Linked DNA regions of Triticum aestivum: region 2 is linked to region 1. A link is a contact called in public Hi-C data. All regions are on one chromosome and are shown on one strand. The core of a region is the stretch at or near the end of the contact, and the rest is flanking DNA. Distances in the headings are between cores, read along the strand shown.

Region 1 (4,577 bases), core at 1,256-3,755:
CCTACAAGGTATGCATCCTTTGAGATTGCGATTCCGTTTGTGAGTCGGCGACAGCGGTGTCTTCGACGACAAAGCTCTCGATCTTGTGGAGCGACTGCAGGGCGACAAAGATGTTATGTTCAGGCACTTGTGGAATGGAAATAGAAAATTTTATGTGGCACCCAAACGACTATTTCTCTTTTTAATACCTCGAGAGCAATATCAATCGGTGTCAGCTTAGAGACGTCGTCATGACCCAGCTTAGATGCGATCTCTGCAAATGGTAAAGGCAGATTTGTTATTCCTTGGAAGTCACATGCATATGTGATTGATGATGATCACATGTTCTGATATTCAATAGATTGGAAGGCATGGGTTTGCACAAGACCGGTGTTTATTATGGAGATCATACCTTCGAGAGAAACTCTGACATCAGCATTTGCATAAGCATCGCCCCTTTGCTCCGCGAGCATGCTGAGTTTCGAAAAGGCCTAAAGATAGAAGGAATTCAGTCGGTCAGCCATACCAACACTAACAGAGAATGCGGACAAATGTACAGTAATATTACAACAAATAAAAACTTGGATTCCTGTGATACAACTTGTGTATATGGATCTTTATTGAAGTTCTCTGTTTCGAAACAGAATAGAAGAAAAACACAGTGCCTTGAAAAAAATTCACTACTAGCCCAAATTAATCTACCTTATTCATATCCATATTCTGACACGGCAAAAATTGAAAGATCAAGAAGTTACCATTGTGTATGGATCACCGGATGGTTGATCTAGAAGAGGACGCGAGGCAGTCCCCACTTTAGCAATACGCCTTGCAAGAGCTTCCAAGGGCACATCCAACCAAACAGATAGGCCCTTCTTCATATTTTTCCTGATAATACAAGAGATCGCAACGTTATCTATCAGCAAAAGAGAAGGGACAAACTATTCCACAAGGAGAAATAGGGTCAACTCAAAATACCAGTTAACTGGTCGGATAACAGCACCACCTCCAGTAGCAACAACTAATCGCCGCATTGAGGACAAATCCCTCAAGACACTACTCTGGAAAACATAAAAGAAGATTAAATCAGCACTTAAGTCTCGGAAGTAAAAGAAAACAAACTCATATGTCGAATCTTCCAATTCAGAATTTCAAATCACTAGTAACAAATGAAAGCTACAAATCAGAAGGATCAAGTTATTAGCAGATGAATTCAGTAACCATTACCTCATTATCTCTGAAGAAGGCTTCACTATGAACCTTGAAAATTTGAGCAACTGAAGGCATGCCAACAGCTTGTTCGACCAATTTATCACTGTAAAAGTTGCAGAGTAAGACAAACCTTGCCATTAATATCTATGCATCAGTACAAGCATCAAGATCAACTTTCCTTTTGCAAACTGCTATTGGTAGATTCATGAGAAAATACAAACCTGTCGAAGAATGAATAACCCAAAACTTCAGCCAAGATCTTCCCCACCGTACTTTTCCCCGAACCCATCATTCCTGCACACATGTATTCACTTATCAGTCACAAATATAGAACTTTCATCAGTAACTTTATCTTTTTCAGTATTCAGAATTTAGGAGGATAAGAACTAACCAACTAGGTAGATGCACCGACCGTTCAACTGGAAAAGAACCTCTTCTGATTTTCTCTGAAATCAAATTGGAACCGTATTAGAATGGTGGCACAAGATATGCAGCTCCAACATCGACTTTGGTTCTGTTTTATCAGGAATTCAGAATATTGTTCAATACCTTCAACAAGAGGGCATCGTCAACGGAGTTATGCAAGTTCTCATGACCTGCAGAGGCACAAGATTAACGGAGAAAATGTCAATTCCACTGAATCTCGTCAACGCATAGATCACACGCCGAGTTTTTTTTTTACTGCTCCCTCATAAGGGCAAATCATACCATACACCTTTTCTCTTCCCCTTTCCTACTCTCCAGTAATCCCAATCAATTTGACATCCCATTCTTTCCTTCCTCCCAAACTCAACACCTCCCAACAAACACACGCACAGAAAAAACGCGCTAAAATTGGGCCCAGATGGCGTCAAACTTTCAGCCAAATTGGAGTAACAAGCAGCACAAAAGGGGAAAAGGGAGGAGGATGTATATCTACCTCCTCCAGACGATTTCTTGGCGCGGAGCGGGACGACGGGCTTGGCCCCGCGCGCGCGCACGGCGGCCGGCGACCCCACCAGATCACTGACACGCAAGCTCACGGCCCGAGCCCGGCTCTCGCCGCCGTACATCGCGCTCCGGCGGCGGCCGGAGCCGAACCCCGTGGCCCTCGACTGCAGCGCCAGCCCCACGCCGGCCTCCATTGCTCGCCGGTTGCTCCGCGGCGGCCACTACGCGGCGATGCGATCTGCCACGGCTCTCTCGCGCTTTTGGCAGGTGTCCGGTGGCTGCTGGGGGGCGGCGAGTGGTGGAATCGCAGCGGAAATGTGCGGGCTTGAAATAGCGGGGGTGCGCGTGCACATCTGCCGGCAGCGCAGGGACGCCCCAGACGCTGCCGAGTAGTTGCGTAATCTGGGCGTGAAATTACCGCGCTGCCCATCGGCCTTTGACTCGGCATGCCTACCTTCCTTCCCAGCCTGCCCCCCTCTTGCTCTCTTCGGCTGTGTCATGGGTCAGGGGCATTTTGGTCAGGGAAACATGTGGGGGGATCTAGCGGTGGATTTAGTAGGGAGATGACTCACCTACCGTGGGGTGCCACGTCGGACTGGCGGGGTTGGTGTGGGGCGTGGTATCTGGAGAGGATCGTGCCATGGACGGTTGTAGAATCGTAGAGGTGATGGCAGACCCGTCCCCAGCCGTACATTTGAAGATTGCTCGTCACGCCTGCCGCGCGGTATATATCCCAAATGTTTTGTGTGTGCAAATTTCATCCATGACAATGTATTTTTAGGCCTGTGCTCGAATGTCGGACAGGCGGAGGAGGAGCCCCTAGTCGACCGCTTAAACATTGATTATGTTGCGCAAAATAAAATCGTGTGTGCTATAATATATTTTTCCTGCGTATGCAGCATTGTCGTAAGATTTTTCCTCACAAACCGCGCAACAATAATGATACATGTTCCCCGCAAAAAAAAAACAATAATGATACATGCAACATTTTTTATGTACTCCATCCGGTCTTTTTTATTTGCATATAAAAATTGTTTGAAGTCAAACTTCGTAAAATTTTACCATATTTATATGAAAAAATATCAACTTCTACAATGCTAAATTTATACAATATGAAAACTAAAGTCATGACGCATCTAATGTTGTTGATTTCACATTTTAAATGTTGGTGTTTTTTCTATAAACTTGGTTAAAGTTTATGAGGTTTGATTTCAAACAAATCTTATATGTGAACTAAAATGTCCGGAGAGAGTATAACAATAAATATTTAATGCTCGCTGCAAAACATTGAGAAAATCACTAATGTATGCAACATAGAAGCCAATGTATGTAGCACCGTGAAACAACTTTGCAGCATGAACACGACCTTCACAACGGAGGTTCGGGACATTGCAACATGTCACCCACATGTATGCAACAAAATACATACAAAACTTGCAACGTAGCAAAACATCCAATTTCACATTTAGGGTGTGTTTGGTTGCAGTTACGAACTGGAGTGTCACGGGTCCAACCCATTCCTGGGCCTCGTTCTCATGTTTAGTACATAGATGGAACGGTCACGTTCCAACAGACCGAATATTCGGTCCAATTCGGAACGGGGTGAGACCTCCAAAATGAGCGGATGACGTGGAACCGACTTTCTCCTCACACTCACAGCCCCATCACATCTCCTCCCTCCTGCGCCGCCACCACCTCGTCCATCTCTCTCCCTCTCCCTCGATCTGCGTCGTGCCGTCCCTCCCCAATTCCTTCCCTTGAAGTCGTCTGACTCGTTCCTCTCTCGATCTGCAGCACAACAGGGAAACATACCTCCTCTCTCTCTCTCTCTCTCTAGATCTGGAGCCACATGGCGGTGATGAGGTGAGCCAGGGTGGTGGAAGAAAGAGGAAGTTAATGGTTGTTGGGGGCGCGCGTTGTGCAGGGAAGTCGAGCGACGGTGAGCAGGGAGGCTGGACGACAGCGGTGGGCATGGAGTGACGCATTACTCCCGCCCTCTTTCAGCATCCCTTCCTCAATGCCCTCGAACGAGCAGGTTGGCTAGTACAAACATAGCAATGGCACTTGCAAGACAAGAAGGTGGCTTGCAGCAAAGAGGAGGATCAACAGCGGCAAGTAGCGTTGCAATTTGTTGGATGCGAGACAAGTAACAACAACTGCTGAAAAATTGTTGTTGTATGAAACTATGAATGCGTAGTGTAGTTCTTGTTCTTCCCGTAAGGATGATTTGTTTGCCCTCTACACAAATTGAATCATAGTATTGCAGTGTCCTTTGTGCTGGTGATATACAAATGGAACCGTGAGGTGAACCCAATCAATTTGATTTCATCATTCTTGTATAGGAGGTGAGGCGGCCCAAATTTATTTGATTTCATCTGTCCAACCAAACAGTAAAATGAAACTATTCCATCCCACCTAATTGCATCTACCAAACACGATAACGTAACCGACCCATTCCA
Region 2 (4,783 bases), core at 381-2,880, 330 kb after region 1:
AGAAAGCAATGACGTTGATATTAGTGGCGAGCCATTGTTCATTGACGAGCTCACCCAAAGAGCGGAAGCACAAAAGAAGAGGAAGAGCATTCACACGGGTTCGTACACTCAAGATGAGGACAAGTTGATTTGCCAAGCTTGGATGGAGATTAGCCAAGATCCGAGGACCGGCGCGCAACAAAAGGGCATTGTTTTTTTGGACGAGAGTCCACAAAACATTCCATGAAAGGAAGATGTTTGAGCCCTACCAATTTACAAGCAACCGTGGCATCGGCTCGATTCAAAAGAGGTGGTTGTTCATCCAACAAGAGTGCAACAAGTATGAAGCCGCATTTGAGAGCGTTGAAGCACGGCCTGTGAGTGGTCTCGGCGTTGGGGACATGGTATGCTCTCCTCTTCCTAGCCCTTTCCTTGCTACGGCCATGAGACTTCGGCCTTGTATATGTTTGCATGTTCACTTGTTGTTGATCATGTGGTGTAGGCATTTCAATCTTTGGAGGCATTCAAGGCCCGGCACAATGACAAGCCGTTCACTCTTACTCATTGTTGGATGATCATCAACAATTGCCCTAAGTTCAAGGACCAATACCGTGAACTTCAAAGGAAGAGAGGCTTGAAGACGGCCAAGTTCGCCGGAGGTGGAGATGGCGAGGCGTTGAAGAGGCCGAGGGGCAAGACCAACTCCAAAGTTGACGACATACATGATGCCTCATCCATGGCATTGCATGACACTTTGCATGGCATGATGTCTCAAAAGGATGTGAGGGACGAGAAGAAGCGGCAAAGCAAGGACGAGCAAATGAAGCAATACCTAGACTTTCAAAGAAAGAAGCTTGAGATGGAGGAGGCGGCCAAGAGAAGGAAGATCGACATGGAGGAGGCGGCCCGGCAAAGGCAGCTCGACATCGAGGCCGACAACGTCAAGGCCAGGCAAAGGCAGCTCGACATCGAGGCCACCAATGCCGCCACCAAAGCAAAGGAGGTGGCCCTTGCGATCATGAGCGTGGACTTGTCGAAGATGAGCGAGAAGACGAGGGCCTGGTTCGAGGCCAGGCAGAAGGAGATGCTCGACGCCGACGGCCTGAACTAGGTCGTCCGATCGGCCGCGGTCGTTCTCTTTGGAGGCTGGCATGGGTGCCGCCCGCTCGCTGGGCCGCTGGCTGTGTGCCGGCGAGAGAAACATTCATTTCGAAGGCCGACTGTGTTGCCGACCGCTGGCTGTGTTGCCGGCGAGGACAACTATTCATTTTGGAGGCTGACTGTGTTGCCGGCCGCTGGCTTTGTTGCCGGCGATGGACGTGTAGGCCGCTGGCTTTGTTGCCGGCGTGATGAACTGGGTCCGTGAACTAGGGCTTGGCATTTGAAACGTTGCTCTTTTTTTTAAATAGACGCGGACAGGATAGGGCAAACGGATGCGGCCGCGCGCTGGGCGCACGGCCACCGCATCCCAGGACAGGCCCGGATACGACCCCATTGACCTACCCAAACGGACAGAATCCGGATAAAACGGACTTCCGTTTGGGGTCCCACGGTGGAGTTGGCCTCATAGATCCCTAGGTGTTCGACCAGACTCTCACCTGCAGTTCCTGTACCGCATGGCACCACGCGGCGCGCATGTGGTCCTGCTTGGGTCCAGAGCCACTCGTGAGCAGATGCGGATCAGGATTAGCACAGCCCAGTCACCACCACGCCCTCATGTCCATATGTCCCAACCACCGCTTCTGTAGTCCTGACGTGCATGGTTACCACCCTCTAATTCTCCAATTGACACGGGTCAGATTACACAACAGCTCCCCTCAGCAACAAAAAAAGATTATACAACTTAACTGCTGGTGTTTTGCTATATCGGGAGATCACGATTAACAAAGAAGAAAAAACAACTCGTCCAGTAAATAAAGGGCGCAAAACAACGATAGAAACTCAAAATGTTATTTTTATTACACACCGACACAGGCAATACTATAGCATCACTGTGGTCTGGGAACATTGGAGGACTACAATGAAAAAAATACTTCATTGAGTTCAATCAAGTCCAAGGAATTAGTGCCATACAACAACTGAAACTTTCTGGTGCTACTTACACCTGGATCAGGCTCGTGCTGAGCTGGAGCAAATTTGTAGCTCAGCATTGCAATGTTGGAAAATTGGGGAATCCCCGGTAGTACCAGCTACTGGAAAACTTGGAAATTTGTTGTTTGACTTGACTTTTTGCTATTTGTACAGGATCACTGAGAGGCTGTATAAATAGGCTCTGGGCGAAAAATGGGGACCGACTTCCTGTCACTAAATAGGCAGCCTATTGATTTTACAAACAACACTTTGCTACTGTAACATGTCAGTTGCCAAACCCAAACGGCGATTTTGTCCTGCTGCCATCTTCACCATACTGTTCGTTCCATTTTCTTAATTCGTTCATACTTGTTGCGTTATGAGAAACAGACGGGCTTACCTGCATAGGGAATACCAATGTAAGAGTAGTAGTGGGAAACACAAAACTTGGTGATTTTAGGAAAATTGATGAGCCTACATACCTTGGCTTTTGCCTGTATAAAATCATCCAATACAAGGGGTCTTAAGTGAGTGCTGTTGCTACTCACACGTCCCTACAGAAGACAGTAAACATGCGAGGAATTAAGAGATGCACACAAGTTTTGATGATTATGAACATGTTCGCATCATGCCGACAGTTAAAAGGGCATAACTACCTTCTTTTCTTCTTCTAGAAGTTCCTGAACTGGCCTGTATGCTGAAGCTATGCATAGGTTCTGCACATTAAACATTTGAATGATTGCACACAAAAACAGAACGGTTTCACTTTCATTCAACTACAGGGAAGAAGGTAATGAATGCTCTTGTTTAATACCTTCAGATCACTTCCTGAATAACCTTCTGTCGCATTAGCAAGTTCATCGAATTTAAAATCAGATTCTAAGTTTTCTTTAGCCAGTAAAATCTTGAGAATTTTCTTTCGGTTTTCCGCATCTGGAAGGCCAACATATATCCTGTACAGAATGAAACAGGTGAACACCTTGCTAGATCAGCATAGCTTGTTTGAAAGCAAAGAGCACAAGAACGTATATTACCGTCTAGGTAAACGCCGTATAACAGCATCGTCTAAATCAAATGGACGATTCGTAGCACCAAGAATAAGGATCCGTTGGTTCTCTTTGGACCTTAGACCATCCCAAGCTGCCATAAATTCATTCCGCATCTTCCTTGTTGCTTCATGCTCAAGTGCACCCCCTCTGGCGCCAAGTAAGCTGTCAACCTGTCATATCAGATGAAATTGCATCATACCAAGAGATTGTTCATAACCAAGGCAGTGGTAAGCATTTTCCTATTGAAATGAGCATACCTCGTCTACAAATATGATGACAGGAGCTAGTCGGCTAGCAAAAGAGAAAAGTGCCTTCGTCAACTTCTCAGCATCTCCAAACCACTGTAAAAGAAAATAGAGCAGTGAGATTTTTGCTTTGAAATAAGCTTGTAGCTGTATGGGATAGTGCAGGTGGATGATCCCATCTTCCAAGGGATCATACAAATCCTTTGTTTGTTCACTGTTGCAAGGGCATATAAGGTCCAAGTAACACAATTTAGCACCTTATGGGAACAGAACAAAAGAACATTATCATGAGTTCCTTCCATCCACCTATCATGAAATTATTCATATCATACATTCAATCAAACACAAGGATGTGCTTTCATCCTGCATCATCGGCTCATCGCATGCTCCAAACACACAGTACAAAGTGAACTAATGGTGTGAACCCTTCAGCATGGTCCAGATTCACAGACAGAAACTTCATGCACTTGATGACCCATCAAATCAGTAGGTTCCCTCATTTCATGTAAGAGAACATGCAACTTTTCAACAAGCAGTACAAAAGAAATACCTCAGCCAGTTAAGTAACATACTCCCTCCATTCACAAATATAAGTTGTTCTAACTTTTTTATGAATCGGATGTATATAGACATGTTTTAGTGTGTTTGTTCACTCATTTCAGTCCGTATGTAGTCCATATTGAAATATCAAAAACATCTTATATTTGTGAACGGAGGGAGTAGTTTATAGTTTACAAGAAAAATTAACCAGATAAGTGTGTTTCCAATTATTGTCTGTCAACCAGGATTTTACATCCAGTTCAGGCGAGCTCTGGTTGGGGACAGATGGGTCGCATGGCTTAGTTTAGTTCAAAGGTTGATGGAGGTCACCTTATCTAACGAGCCTGATTCTTTCCGATGGAGATTAAGCTTCTTCGGGTGTGTGGCTAGGTGGGGTGGAGCCCAATACTGCGGCGCGAATTCGTGTGGGAGTTTGTGCATTACTTTGGGCTATTTGGAACTGTCGAAATGATTTTGTGTTTAACAGAACAAAGATTCAAAAAAGATTGCAAGTTATCTACAGAGCGTCTGGATGGATCCTTACATTGTCATTACTTCACCATGCGGACGTGAGGGAACTTATTGCCTGTGGGTGCAACCCTTGGGAGATGGTAGCACAGGATACGTACAACTGATTTGGATGGCGATCCAGTACTAGGATATGTGTGTAGGCATTTTATCCTATTTTGGCCGGTTGTGGCTTTTGGACTTGTAATTTTGTTTTTGCTTTTGTTGGAGATTGTTACTCGGAACTTTCTAATAAATGGCTTTGTGCATCAAATGATGCAGAGGCCGGGGTATTCCTCCTTCACCCAAAAAAAAAACAGGATTTCGTAAAATTCAAAACTGTTGACCTAGCTTGCAACTAGTAAAACCTACTCCAATATGGTAACTTTCTCT

The links. Hi-C and Micro-C count contacts between places; a contact is called where the count stands out from the background.
Region 2: a Hi-C map of leaf shows a contact between it and region 1, with 8 times the contacts expected there. The contact joins the enhancer-like site here to the promoter of LOC123145478 in region 1. A contact is called at or near these places in 3 of 5 Hi-C or Micro-C datasets (all in leaf) and 1 of 1 datasets of contacts at active chromatin or transcription factors (leaf).

Annotation. Positions count from the first base shown.
Region 1 is chr6D:413,317,286-413,321,862 of IWGSC CS RefSeq v2.1, forward strand. LOC123145478 (shikimate kinase 1, chloroplastic) reads right to left here and starts at 2,506. Exons shown (of 10, transcript XM_044564905.1): 1 at 2,108-2,506; 2 at 1,738-1,784; 3 at 1,580-1,634; 4 at 1,410-1,482; 5 at 1,204-1,291; 6 at 955-1,037; 7 at 735-864; 8 at 392-470; 9 at 189-253; 10 at 1-94. The coding sequence starts at 2,312. The coding sequence ends at 2.
Region 2 is chr6D:413,644,606-413,649,388 of IWGSC CS RefSeq v2.1, forward strand. LOC123145480 reads right to left here. Exons shown (of 23, transcript XM_044564908.1): 18 at 3,356-3,439; 19 at 3,084-3,268; 20 at 2,864-3,002; 21 at 2,706-2,765; 22 at 2,532-2,603; 23 at 1,916-2,449. The coding sequence ends at 2,336. Among protein-coding and RNA genes, the nearest start is that of LOC123145480, 12 kb to the right of the region's middle. Within about 2 kb of position 1,631, at least 7 of the 8 cell types and tissues checked have an H3K27ac peak or open chromatin away from gene starts, as enhancers often do. A contact at or near this core is called in leaf, where this site is marked.